Linked DNA regions of Sus scrofa: region 1 is linked to region 2. Evidence: chromatin contacts called from public HiChIP or PLAC-seq data. All regions are on one chromosome and are shown on one strand. Each heading gives the region's core, a stretch centred on a gene start, on an enhancer-like site or on the middle of the called end of the contact. The rest is flanking DNA. Distances are from core to core; before and after follow the strand shown.

Region 1 (6,776 bases), core at 1,570-4,069, 260 kb before region 2:
CCCCCCCCTCCCCCCGCCCAGGTACCACTTGGCAGCTTGAGACCCATACTCACTGACATCAAAAGCATAAAGCACATTGCAGGCCCCTTCGGTGTCATTCCGCCCACCCCAAAGGAAGACTGTGTCGTCGATGAGGACGGTGGAGTGTCCGTACCGCATGTAGGGTACCACAGGAGCCTGCCCGCGGGTGGCGGGCCTCACCGGGGGCAGCTTTGTCCAACGCAAGGACACTGTGGGCACAGCTCTGCTCAGCCCTGGGAACCTCCCTTGAGGCTATCCACCTCTCCCCAAACCAGATGTGCGTGTTCTCCATCCCTTTTGGCTGCAGGCACCCACATCAAACCTTCCTCAGCCGCCCAGTTGCCCTCCCTGATGGGGGCGCCCAGGGATGGTCCCCAGGGGAGCTCACCTGCATTGAAAATGTGTACATCAATCTGACGCAGCGTCTCATAGTCCTCGCCGGAGCAGTAACCCCCGAAGGAGTACACCCTGTGCCCGACGGCCACTGCAGCATGGTTCACCCTGCGGGGCCCGCCCTCCAGGTGCACCGTCCAGCGTAACATCCCCTGGGCCACTGGTTACAGCCACATGCCCCCCCGGCACGGCCTGCTGCCTCTGCTACCTGCACACAAGTTAGGACCGTGGGCTCCTCAGGCAAGGCCTTTGCCTGGCTCACCGTGACTCTGCCCAGGACTAGCCCTGGCCTCCAAGTGTCACCCTGGTGGCCCTTCCACACCACCCCTCTGCAGCTCAGGTGGCTGGCTATGTACTAAGGGAGCTGCTGAGGTCAGGGAGCTGGCCCCCGGCCCTGTGTTCTCCAACAGTGAAGGGTGGGGCCACTCTGACCTGACTGCCAGCTCGGCTGCTGAAAAAGGGCTTAACATGGTTGTCTCCTACTTACCGAGGCTCCACCCTGTCCCTGGCCAGGCCCAAGCTCCTCTTTTCTCTCTGGCTCTGCTCTGCTTATTGCCACCTCTCTAAGAATCTGTGTGCTCTTTGAGGTGGGGAGCGGGATCTCAAAATACTCAGAGCTATGAATAGCCCAGGCAGCCCCAAACGGTCCATTGAAAGCTGGCATGAGTGTCTCCAAGCTGAAAAGCTTTTAGGCTTTCAGAGAGGAACAGTCCCTCTATCCAGGACAGGGTGGGATGAATCCGGGACGGGGACTTCCATGGACAGTTAGCCCCTCCTGGGGGGCTCTTGTGCAACTGAGCTGTTGTCAGCAGGGTCACCCAGGGCCCCTCACAGGCACGATGAGTTCCTTTGACAGCTGTGCCTGGGATGCTGCCAAGAACTTAAGCCAGAAAGGTATGTGTCTGCCGGGGATTGAGGGGGTGGGGGTGGGGAGGCGGGGTTTTCTCCTCTTGCCACTTGCCCAACCCTGCCATTGTGGTAAGGAACAAGCTGTTTCCAGCAGCTCTTTTCCCGTTTGGGGCCCTGAAAGGGGATGGGGGTGGCGATGTGCCTTGGAGAGGAGCAGGAACACAAAAATGCCTTTGGTCAGGATAAGAAAAAGACCCAGGCATGAGCGGTCATGGTCTCTGCAAGACAACCCACCAACCTAGAGATAATGGGTACATTTGAAGGCTCTGTTAGACAAATCCTCTTGCAGCTGGCACTGCCTTCGCTGGCAGGCACCTGCTGGGTTTGGGTGGATCATCTGCTCCCTGTTCAAGAAGCCCTGGCAGAGAGAAGAGCTAGCCCGAACCTCAGGCACAGAAAAAGCTCAAGTAAAGGAAGGTCCCTTGCAAGAAAGACACAGGGCTTTGAGCTGGCTTGCCAGACCCCTGCCCCCACCCAACTTCCCCCAACCCTCCCCCACTCTGCCAAACCTGAAATAGCCCCAGCAGGAAACCACTCTCACTTCATTACTCCCGTCCTCAATCCAAAAGCTCTTGGATCTGGGCTTGTGGGGACAGATAGGAAGGAAGTTGGAGAGCTTAAGAATGGGGGTCCTTCCTCTTCCCTCACAGCTTCTACTCTCCTCTTCAGCTATATCAAGGTAAAGTAAAGAATTCACTGGGCAAGAGGGAAGCAATTCCATCCAAAGGTAGAGGAAAAAACCCTCAGCGTCTTCTCCAAAGGACAACTCAAGCTCATGAAAGACAAGCCCCAGCATCTCCCGGGCGCCTCTGATCCCTGGGGCTCTCCCGTCCGTGCTCCATCACTGCGGCATTCTCCAGCTTCTTCCATGCCTTTCAGAGACCTGCCCCCCTTCCTATTCTCTTGCAATTTTCACTCTCCGTTTCTGGCCTTTTCAGATCTCTTGAGAGCTTTGCAGTTTTCTGCTTTTTCCTTCTCCCACAACTCCAAGCTCCACCCCGACAGCCTTCCATTTTCCTTCTTTCGATAGGGGGGAAACAAGCTAACATCCCCTGACCCCTTTCGGCCAGAGATATTCCTCCCTGTATATGACGCTATCCGGGTCTTCTTCCAGTCATTCCAACCTCCCTGCCCCCACAACACCAGACACCCCCGCCCTTTTCTTCCATTATCCTCAGCTTTCCCATTCTCCTCCTAACCCAGTCTTCCTTCCAGTTCCCTTCAGTGCCTTCTCCAGTTACCAGGTCTCTCCCATCGCTTTCCCCACCATCCTCCCCCAGCCCTTCTTTCCCCCTTAACACTCTCCTTTCCCGTCATCCCCCTCCCCACCCCCACCTCATCGGTCTCCGGCCCCTCCCCCACAATTCAGCTCTAGGCATCGGCGTCCCCATCCCCTATGATTTTCCTCGTCCCTCAACCCACCACGGGCTACCTGCCAGGCCGGGCCGGGGCGGGGCCGCGGGTCCTCGCGCTGCCTGCAGCTTTGAACCCGTTGCCCGCCAACTGCCGACTGGATCTCCAACGAGATAAACACAGCCAGGCTCGGTCCTTCCGGCGGGCAGCTGTAAGCGCACGTGCATTCAGCTCTAAGTGCCGGAAGTCTACCGGGATTTGTAGTCCATCGGTTTCGGGAGGAACGCGAGGGGCTGAAGGATGGGCAGGAGTCGGAGGAGTCTGCGCATGTGCTTATACCTATCAAACACCGCGGGGCCGAGTTCGCGTTGCGGCTCAGTGGTAACGAACCTGACTAGTATCCAAGAGGATGAGGGTTCGATCCCTGGCCCCGCTCAGTGGGTTAAGGATCCGGCCTTGCCACGAGCTGCAGTGTTGGTAACAGACGCGGCTCGGATCCCGTGTTGCTGTGGCTGTGGTGTAGGCCGGGCAGCTGTAGCTCCGATTCAACCCCTAGCCTGGGGACTTCCATATGCTACACAGGCGGCCCTAAAATTAAAAAAAACAAAACAAAACAAAACAAAACCAAACACAAACAACCGCGGGGCCTACCGGGTAATGTAGTCCTTTGTTTGGCGAGAAGATGGTGGAGGCGGAGCAAGGGGCGGACCCTTCGCCTTCACTCGTGTCAATCATGAGCGCGGCGGGGCGGGGCTGGAGGACGGGGCCGCCTCGGAACGTCCTGCCTCGCCGGAAGTGAAGGTGCGGGGTTCGGCCGCGGGCTCTGAGCGGGTGAGGCGCGCGCAAATACCGGCGCCGAGAATTGGTGGGGGCGGGTCGGGGACGCCACATCTGGGGCCATTTGAAGGGATCTCCTGGGGTCCGAAGGGCGTTTATCAGGCGGTACAGAGGGAAATCCCTTAGAGAGGAGAGAAGGGGGCGGGTATGCCTTGTCTAGGGGAGCTTGTTTGGTGACCCGGAGTTCCTAAGTGGATGGGGCGGGGGGGAGGGCGTTCCCGAAGGGGTGTCTTTTGGAAGGTGGCATGGCCTTCGCTTGGGCTGTTATTTAAGAATTGTCGGAGCAAGGCAAGTGGGCCTTGGTTGGAGATAAGAGCCAGCTCAAGAGGTGGAGAGTCCAGGAGAGGTGTTGTGGGGTGCAGGAAACTTGGGCGTTTCAATGTTTTGTGGGCGCAGGAGGAGACCGCACGGGACTGGATGACAGGCTAAAGCTGGGCCTAATTTTGTCTGATCTCTGTTCTCCTGTCTCCATGTTCTTGCAGCCCCTGCCCGATGGCAGCAGTAGTTCTAGGGGGAGACATCATGGGTCCTGAACGTATCTTCCCCAATCAGACTGAAGAACTCGGGCCACACCAGGGCCCTACAGAAGGCACTGGGGATTGGAGCAGTGAGGAGCCAGAGGAAGAGCAAGAGGAAACAGGAACAGGCCCAGCTGGCTACTCCTACCAGCCCCTGAACCAAGATCCTGAACAAGAGGAGGTGGAGCTGGCACCAGTGGGAGATGGAGAAGATGTAGTTGCTGATATCCAGGATCGAATCCAGGTATGGTGGAGGAGGCATTGTTCCTGAACAGGTGAAGCTGGAATCCCTGAAGGGATGACCCTGAACTGTCTTCTCTGGCTCTGCAGGCCTTGGGGCTTCATTTGCCAGACCCCCCATTAGAAAGTGAGGATGAAGATGAAGAGGGAGCTACAGCATTGAGCAACCACAGCTCTATTCCCATGGACCCAGGTAAAAGAGTTTTTTTTTTTTTTTCTTTTTAGGGCCACACCCACAGCATATGGAGAATCCCAGGCTAGGGGCCCAATTGGAGCTGTAGCCACAGGCCTATGCCAGAGCCATAGCAACTTGGGATCCAAGCCACATCTACGACCTACACCACAGCTCACGGCAACACGGGATCCTTAACCCACGAGTGAGGCCAGGGATCGAACTTGTGTCCTCATGGATGCTAGTTGGGTTTGTTAACCGCTGGGCCACAACGGAAACTCCAAGAGATCGTTCTTTTATTCTGGAATAATTACGGAGGAAGGGAACTGGTTAGAGCCAGTAGAGGGGAGTCACAGAGGATCACCCTGTTCCTAAAGCAGCAGTTTGTGGTAAGTTTGCAAACTTGAGAATCCAGGTGAAATGCTTTTCTTAGACTTGTTGTGGGGCGGTAGGGGGGGGTGGTGCAGGCTTGCTTAGGAATCACAAGATGACTTCAGTGTCCCAAAAGCTCTGGGTTCCTTTAGCCAAAGGAGAGGGGAACGGGTCCATTGTTTCTATTCCCTAACTGGTCTCTGCCTGTGATTTCAGAACACGTAGAGCTGGTGAAAAGGACCATGGCTGGAGTAAGCCTGCCTGCGCCAGGGGTTCCTGCCTGGGCTCGGGAGATATCAGATGCCCAATGGGAAGATGTGGTACAGAAGGCCCTCCAAGCCCGGCAGGCCACCCCTGCCTGGAAGTGACCACCCTGAGGCTGCCTTATCTCCCTGCATTCGAGGCCAGAACCAGCACAGGACTGAACGCATCCTGGTTGTAGTGTCCATCTCCATCCTCCCCACCTCCCTCTCCACATCAAGGCAAATCAGACGTCTTCTCAGAGACCCACTTTATTCAGTTCTGTACATATGGGGACATCCACCCAGGCCCAACCCACCTTAGCATGTATCACTCTGTGGAGAATAAAGCACCCTATGTACACAGCCAGAAGCTGTGCTGCCTGTGCCCCTGGACCTCAAGCCCGGCCCTCCCCAGCGTCTTGTCCCTCCAGGGTGCCTGAAAGGGACAAGGGAGGGCCTGGCTAGCATCAGTACAAACAAGGAAATAAATAGGTGTTGGGGGGAGCCATGCTTGGGGCACTGCTCCCTGCTTCCTTCCTCCCGGCTTTGGCAACCAACACCATAGAGCAGTCAGCCCCAGGGTGGTCCCTTCTGTGTCAATGATCCCGGGGCTGCTGTTCACCCAAAAGGGGGCACAGGGTGGGGTGTTTGTTCATCCCTTTCTCTTGGTCCATCAGGGCTCCACATTCACCACCTCTTGTCCAGAGCCTATGCTTTCTCCCTTCTGCCCTCCCACGTTGTCTTGGTCAGGCAGAAGGTAAGAGGAAATAACGCACCCCCATCAGTTTGCGCACTGCCGGGGCTGGGGGCCTATTTGTGCCATCGGGGGTTGCTCCCCTGCAGCTAATCCACTCCAGGGACCAATGGGGCGACATAACTTTGGTGAGAATTGTCTCCCACTGCTCCCTATATGCCTGCAGGGGAGGGAGAGGAGGAGACACCTGGGGTGCCAAGGAGGCTGAAGGGAAGAGGGGAGGGGGCGTATATTCCTGTGTGTATTCTCAGAGCGGCCTCATGTAGCTGTGGGTGAGGAGCAGGAGGGGGCCAGGCGTCCCCAAGTTGTCTGAGCACTGAGCATCGCAGCGCACAGCCTCTGTACTAGCCGCGGGGAGGCATGAACACATGTGGGGGAGACAAGGGACCGCTCTGTGGGGGGGGTCCCTGCTTCAAGCGCCACACCCCCCTCCCTGGAGTAGAGAGGCACTGCCCTGCCCAGAGTCAGCCAGTGGGGAGCAGAGGGTGGAGGGCCGGGGCAGTGTCCCAGGGCCGAGTGGGCTGTGGCCCTGTGGCGGGGAGGTGAGGAGGTCAGAGAGCCTCCTGGCTGGCAGTTAGGAACTCTTCCGCCCGTTTGTGCGCCTCCAGTGCCTTGATGGTGTACACGTCCTGGGGCAGCTCCGACTTTCGCCGAAGCAGCACTTTCTCCTTCTTGATGTCTTTTAGCATCTGTGTGGATATAGAAAATGAGAGACGGTGACGGATTCCTGAGAGATCCTACTGCTTCCCCTTGATCTTTTATTTTTGCTTTTTAGGGCCGCACCCACAGCACATGGAGGTTCCCGGGCTAGGGGTGGAATCAGAGCTACAGCTGCCGGCCTGCACCACAGCCACAGGATCCAAGCTGCATCTGTGACCTACACCACAGCTCATGGCAACACTGGATCCTTGACCCACAGAGCAAGGCCAGGGATCGAACCTGTATCCTCATGGATACTAGTCGGG
Region 2 (6,744 bases), core at 774-3,273:
TCTATGCCAAAACCTCTTGATGAGCAGAAATGAAGTTCTCAAAAGGGTTAAATGAATGACCTTCCGTCCCACTTCTGATACAGACAACACAAGCCCCTATCCTAGAGTCACTATAGTTAATACAAAAATGTTGCCTCACCCCACCTGCAACTCCCAAATCCAATAAACCTTGTTTGGCTACAGACCTTCATCATTTGAGTGGGAAAGATTCAATAGGTGAAAAACTTAAAAGAGGCAGGTCAGGTCTTTTTCCCTAGCAAAAATAAATCTTTTAAGGCTCCCTTGGTTAACCCAACCCTTCATAAAATAAAGCAGCTACTGCATTCCCGGTACGACTCACATAAGATCACCAGTTATATTTCATTCACCAGACCTCACAAAACCCCCAGGGCCTCCATCTCTCTTGCCCATGAAACAAAGCGAATGAAAACTTAGATATACCACAAGCGTACACAGGATTTTTTTCAGCACCCCCGTTTCCATCGGGTACACGTTCACACACATACAAACATACAATAACCCCCACCCCCCGAGTGGAATATGCCAAACAGTGTGACCTGTGCTGATTTTCAGCGGAGAAACATGGGAATTTATGTTTGTTTTTGGTTTGGGCTTAAAATGGAAAGGAAAGGAGGAGAAAGCGGCGTGAACAATCGGAAACGACTCTCCATTCTCTCGCTTCCTCCCATCTCCCTCTGCATCAAAATGCAGGTATTATCAGTGAAATTTCAAGTGACAATTTCTTGGGCAGTTAAATACCCCGACTGATGCTGGGAACGGAGGTGGAGGTTAAGAGTGAAACCAAAGACGGGAAGGGCGGGCCGGGTCGGAGGCCCCCGAGCTCCGCCGGGCTGCACCTAGCACGCGAGGTCGCCGAGCGCCGGTGCCGGCCGCGCCCCAGCTCTCGCCCGGCCCGCTGCCCTGGGTTTTGCCAGTGACTACGCCGTCTGGGCTGCCCACTCACACCTCTGGCTGGTCCCGACTTTAGGCTAGGCTCATCCACTTCCGGTGACAAATCCCTCCCACCACCTCTAGAAATAATGTAACATTTCCCCCATCGCCTTCCTAAAGACCGACGGCCCCACAGAGAGCCTGAGCCCGAGCTGAGGTCTCACCCGGGCGCGGCCAGCGGCGCCCAGCTGCCGAGGTTGTGACGGCGAAAGGGGGGAGGGCGTGGGAGGAAGAGGAAGGGGGTGTGGAATCTTACCCTCCCCCCACCCCTCCGACTGCAGTAATTGGCCAAAAAATATAAATCCTTTTTGAGACTCCCCCAGGACCCCCTGAACCCGGTTGCAGTGAGGAGCCCAGTACGTCGCATACCGGAGCCCCTCGCCTTCTCCCGCCCCGGTAACTGCCTGCGGGGATCCAGGAGCCCCAGGCCACGCCGAACTGCAGCGGCGGGGGGAGGGGGAGGGCGGGTAGGATGAGGGTTTGGGGGCGGCAGGAATGGGTTGGGGGAAGGGGTGGTGGAAGGGAAAAGAAAAAAACTGAGGCATGCGAGCGGCTCCCTAGACAGCTGTTCCAGCTGCCGCTTCCTCCGGCGCGGGCCGGGCGGTGTAATATCCCCCCCTCCATCTTTCTCACCACTACCTGTCCCCCCCACCACCGCACGCACACATTCCCCCCACCAGTAGCGGTTCTCCGGCCTGTAAGGGGGTAGTAGGGAGGAGCTGGGGGGGAGGGGGAGGCCTGCGAGTTTCTAACCTTGTTCTTATAAACAAACCCACATGTGCAGCTGCCGCTGCTGCAACTCACCCCACAATCCCGGATATAAGTCCTGCCCCTTTAAGAGGAAAAAAAGCTTCCCCCGCCTGCCTCCCACCCCACCCATCCACAAGGACCTTTGTCTCCCCACCCCCCCGCCAGTCGGCCCCGCCCCACGGCCCCGCCCCTCCAACGCCAAGAAGCCAATGGGCAAAGAAAATAAGGCCGGGGTCTGACGTCAGCATGTCCGACCAATCACAAGGCGCGTTGGTGGGAGGCTTCGCGAAGGGCGCGCCCGGAGAAGGAAGGCAGGAGAAAGGAAGCTTGAAGTCAAGATGGAGGATAGTAGTTTCTCTGCGGCTGCTGCTGCTGTGCGGAACGGGGACTTGGGGTCCCAGTGGGACCGGAGCTTGGTGCCCGAGCGGCTTCAGAGGCGAGAACAAGAGCGGCAACTGGAGGTGGAAAGGCGGAAGCAAAAGCGGCAGAACGAGGAGGTGGAGGAGGAAAAGAGCGACTTTTTCGCCGCCGCCTTCGCTCGGGAGCGATCGGCCGTGGAAGAGCTTCTGGAAGGCGGGGAGTCCGTCGAGAAGCTGGAGGAGGCGGCCGCTCGGCTACAGGGGCTGCAGAAACTTATCAACGATTCGGTTTTGTTCCTGGCCGCCTACGATCTGCGGCAGGGACAAGAGGTGCTGGCGCGGCTGCAGGCGGCCCTGGCCAAGCGGCGTCAGGAGCTGCAGCCTAAGAAGCGTTTCGCTTTCAAGACTCGCAGGAAGGATATCGCTTCAGCCACCAAAGTAGACTCGGCTCCCGGCGCCCCGGCTGCTGACGGCATCCTGGCCTCCTCTCCGCCCTTGAAGGAGGAGGGAGGCTTCGACTCCAGCTGGGTCTGCGGCTTCTCCAACCTGCAGTCCGAAGTCTTGGAGAAGAGAGCCGACGAGCTGCACCAGCGCGACGTCCTTTTGACCCAACTGAGTAATTGCACGATCAAATTGTATGGCAATCCCAATACTCTGCGGCTAACCAAGGCCCGAGGCTGCACGCTGCTCTGCGGCCCCGTGTCCACCTCTGTGTTCCTGGAGGACTGCAGTGACTGCGTGCTGGCTGTGGCCTGCCAGCAGCTCCGCGTACACACCACAAAAGACACCCGCGTCTTCCTGCTGGTGACCAGCAGGGCCATCGTGGAGGACTGCACGGGGATCCAGTTCGCCCCCTACACCTGGAGCTACCCGGGGATCGACAAGGACTTTGAGGGCTCTGGTTTAGATAGGAGCAAAAATAACTGGAACGACGTTGACGATTTCAACTGGCTGGCCCGGGATGTGGCCTCCCCAAACTGGAGCATTCTTCCGGAAGAAGAGCGAAGGATCCAGTGGGACTAAAGCAGTTGTCACGCTTTTCTTCACTCCTACTCCTTCCCATGTGGGACTGACTCCGGCTAATGGGACTGCAAAGTGTACCTATTGTTTTCACGCCGTATATGTTTTCATTATTTTAAGACGAGATTGTGATAAGCTGCTACATTTGATCTACATTAAATTTGTGACAGGTCTGGCACTTTAAAGAATTTTTCCTATTTTGGTAATGTCTAGGAGCTTTTCTTTGATAAGTGTGAAGCCATAAGAGCAAAAGGGTGTAGTTGTGTGTTGGTTTTTACACGATTTGTGCTGTTTAAAACTTACTGCACGATGGAATTCCCGTTGTGGCGCAGTGGAAACGAATTCAACTAGGGACCATGAAGTTGCCGGTTGAATCCCTGACCTCACTCAGTGGGTTAAGGATCCGGCGTTGCTGTGAGCAGTGGTGTAGGTCGCAGACTCGGCTTGGATCCTGCGTTGCTTGACTGTGGCATAGGCCGGCAGCTGTAACTGATTTGACCCCTAGCCTGGGAACCTCCATTTGCACAGTGTGCGGCCCTAAAAAAAGGCAAAAAACAAAACAAAACAAAACCTTACTGCACAATAAAGTAGGCTTTCATGGGGGGAAAAAATGTAATTGTAATGTATACATGTAAGGATAACCTGACCCCCTTGCTGTACAGTGGGAAAATAAAAAAAAATAAAGTAGGCTTTCAGTAATACTCGTTTAATAAAAAGAATTCAGGAGGGCTCTATTGGGAGCCAGTTAATGTGGAAGTAAGGTATCAAACCTGTTAAAACTGACATTAACCAAAAGCTTCTTTGAATTGCAGGTTTGATCCCTATAGATATTTTTCAGTGGGGCGCTGAAAGGACTCCTCTTTGGTCTTCAGCTGCATGTTAGCTTGAGTTTCTGGCATCCTGCTAGTCATCCAAAGTTCTGGCACGGACCCCAAGTTCCTCATCAGTCTTAACCAACTGTAATGCCAAAATAGTTTACCAATTTTTTTGTGCACTTAAAATGCCATAGATACCACTGTAAGCACCTTACTCATAAAAACTTATTAAGTCCTCAAAATCTTATGAGGTAGGTTCTGTTAACACCATTTTTCTTTTCTTTCTTTCTTTTTTTTTTTTTTTGTCTTTTTGTCTTTTTGCCATTTCTTGGGCCGCTCCCTGGGCATATGGAGGTTCCCAGGCTAGGGGTCTAATCGGAGCTGTAGCCACCCGCCTGCACCAGAGCCACAGAAACTCGGGATCCGAGCCTCGTCTGCAACCTACACCACAGCTCAAAGCAACGCCGGATCCTTAACCCATTGAGCAAGGCCAGGGATCTAACCCGAAACCTCATGGTTCCTAGTCGGATTCATTAATCACTGCGCCACAACGGGAACTCCGACACCATTTTTCAAGTGAAGAAAACAAATAAGTTGCCCAAAGTTCACACAGCCCTAATGGTGGACTGGGATTTGAAACCAGGTGTCCTGGCTTCAGAGCCCACCTTCTTAACCACTACAAGATACTGATTTGGAATAGTGTTGATTTGGAAAGAAAGCTTCCAAAATTAAAGAGGGCAAATTTGCTTTCCTTAAATTCTCAGGTGTAATAGTGCTACGTATCTATCTACTCATACAAAAAGGATTGGGGCAAGCATCTGGCCAAGTCTTAATTTTTCGACTCATTTTGCTATAATCCTCTACTGTTAAATACTTTGGCTTTCTGATCTCTTCACTACCACCCATTATTCTTAAATGGAAGGTTGTAAGATTTTCAAAAAGCTTTTAAAGGTCTCTCGGCCTTGTAACTGCAGATGGACTTTTTATTTAATAATTACCACAAGTATTAAGGTGCTTATACCTCAGGTATTTATATTTTTAGTATTTATATATTTTACTTAGTTCCAAAAAAGGATTTAAAGTCATATCTAGGACATGTGAAATGTAACAAGATAACAAAAGCAAATGACAAGGAGGAAGGAGGGTAGAGTTACAAATTGGAAGAAGTGAGGCCAATAAAACAGCCTACCAAACTCTGTTCCTTAGCTGGAGGTGAATCCAGATCCCCACCCCCCTCAATTATTAGCTAACTCCAAAAGGGATCCTAATCAGTTTCACAATTTGCAACATCCACAAAGAAGAGGGGGGAAAAACATCCCTGAGGAGAATCAATCCTATGATAAAAAGAGATAACATACTAGAAACTTTGACCCCAACCTAGAGCTATGCCCTAGAGACTGATAGTTTAACACAAGTGCACTTAAGAATATACCATGCAGGTTGTGATTCAAGAACCCAACATAGTGTCCATGAGGATGCTGGTTCGGTCCCTGGCCGTGCTCAGTGGGTTAAGGATCTGGTGCTGCTGCCAGCTGCGGCATAGGTTGCAGATGCAGCTCGGATCCAGTATTGCTGTGGTTGTAGCGTAGCCCAGCAGCTGCAGCTCCCATTCCACCCTTTAGCCTGGGAACTTCATAAGCTGCAGGTGCAGCTGTAAAAGGAGAAAAAAGAATAAAGTATGCTGTGGCACTCATGGGCCTGCAATTCATATTTGTAGACCGATCATTTTTATAGGAAAGTTAACTTTCCTAATTACATCTAAAAAATAAAAATCCCTTAAACCTCTTGCAAACCTGCAGTTTGTAATAGACAATAAAATCACAAAATTACGGCATTATGAAGCGTAGTTAGTGTTTGCTAATCTCGGCTGAGTTTTCTTTGCTGCTCAGCAAGCCTGTCCTGAATTATGCCAGATTCCCCAGAACTTTTTCTGCTAAAGTTCAGTTTTGTACCTATAACTCTGCTGACTTGACCTGACTAGCTATAGGCCACCCAACTAGCACTCAGTAACATCTCTTGTATTTGAAAACATGTCCGTCTTTGCTGGTCTTTCCTTAGTAGGGGTATGTGTCCTCCTCTTGCCCAGATCTTTCTCTTCCACTTGTGCCTACACCCCCTACCTCCTATGGCTCTCTCTTTCCACTGGCCTTTTAAGACACCAGATCCTGAGATCCTCCACCTTTCATATCACTGAAGGATGTTCCAGCTCCTTCCCTGTGCTGTTAGCCTTGTCCATATACACCTACATCTACCCCCTCTTTAAGTCTTTGTAATTTTTTTTTCTTTTTTTTGTCTTTCTGTTTTTTTAGGGCCGCACCCGAGGCATATGGAGGTTCCCAGACTAGGGGTCCAATCGGATCTGCAGCCACCGGCCTACACCATAGCCACAGCAACGCGGGATCCGAGCCTCGTCTGCAACCTACACCACAGCTCAAGGCAATGCCTGATCCTTAACCCACTGAGCAAGGCCAGGGATCAAACCCACATCCTTATGGGTGTTAGTCGGGTTTGTTAACGGCTGAGCCATAACAGGAGCTCCTAACCTGTTTTGTGTTGAGGGGCTTCTTTCCCTTCATTGGAATTCTGGTGATATACAGCCCTTAGATATGAGTGGTGTCCAGAGTTTTGCCTTTAGAGTCTTTGGATTCATTCTCTCAGAGCCTCAACTCTCTATGTGCACAGTCTTTTGTCTGTACCACTAGCCTTCACCCTTACTGGGCTCACCTGCCTTTCAAATTCTATTCTTAAAATCTCCATTTTCACTTCTTTCCCTCCCAAGTTCCATCATTCTTTTCCAGGCACCCCTATGCTGACGAGGGCAAAGCTGGTAAGGTCCATGAGTTAAGTCA

The links. HiChIP or PLAC-seq counts read pairs in DNA pulled down with a chosen protein or histone mark.
Region 1: a contact with region 2 is called in an H3K27ac HiChIP or PLAC-seq map of skeletal muscle. The contact joins the promoter of KLHDC3 here to the promoter of TBCC in region 2. A contact is called at or near these places in 2 of 2 datasets of contacts at active chromatin or transcription factors (alveolar macrophages and skeletal muscle).

The regions. Positions count from the first base shown.
Region 1 is chr7:38,076,956-38,083,731 of Sscrofa11.1, reverse strand. KLHDC3 (kelch domain containing 3) reads right to left here and starts at 2,819. Exons shown (of 10, transcript NM_001105314.1): 1 at 2,756-2,819; 2 at 410-622; 3 at 54-230. The coding sequence starts at 563. MEA1 (male-enhanced antigen 1) reads left to right here and starts at 3,472. Exons shown (of 4, transcript NM_001110429.1): 1 at 3,472-3,507; 2 at 3,913-4,275; 3 at 4,362-4,464; 4 at 5,032-5,840. The coding sequence starts at 4,006. The coding sequence ends at 5,183. PPP2R5D (protein phosphatase 2 regulatory subunit B'delta) reads right to left here. Exons shown (of 16, transcript NM_001113451.1): 16 at 5,303-6,500. The coding sequence ends at 6,363.
Region 2 is chr7:37,819,273-37,826,016 of Sscrofa11.1, reverse strand. TBCC (tubulin folding cofactor C) reads left to right here and starts at 2,023. Exons shown (of 1, transcript NM_001258407.1): 1 at 2,023-3,253. The coding sequence starts at 2,040. The coding sequence ends at 3,083.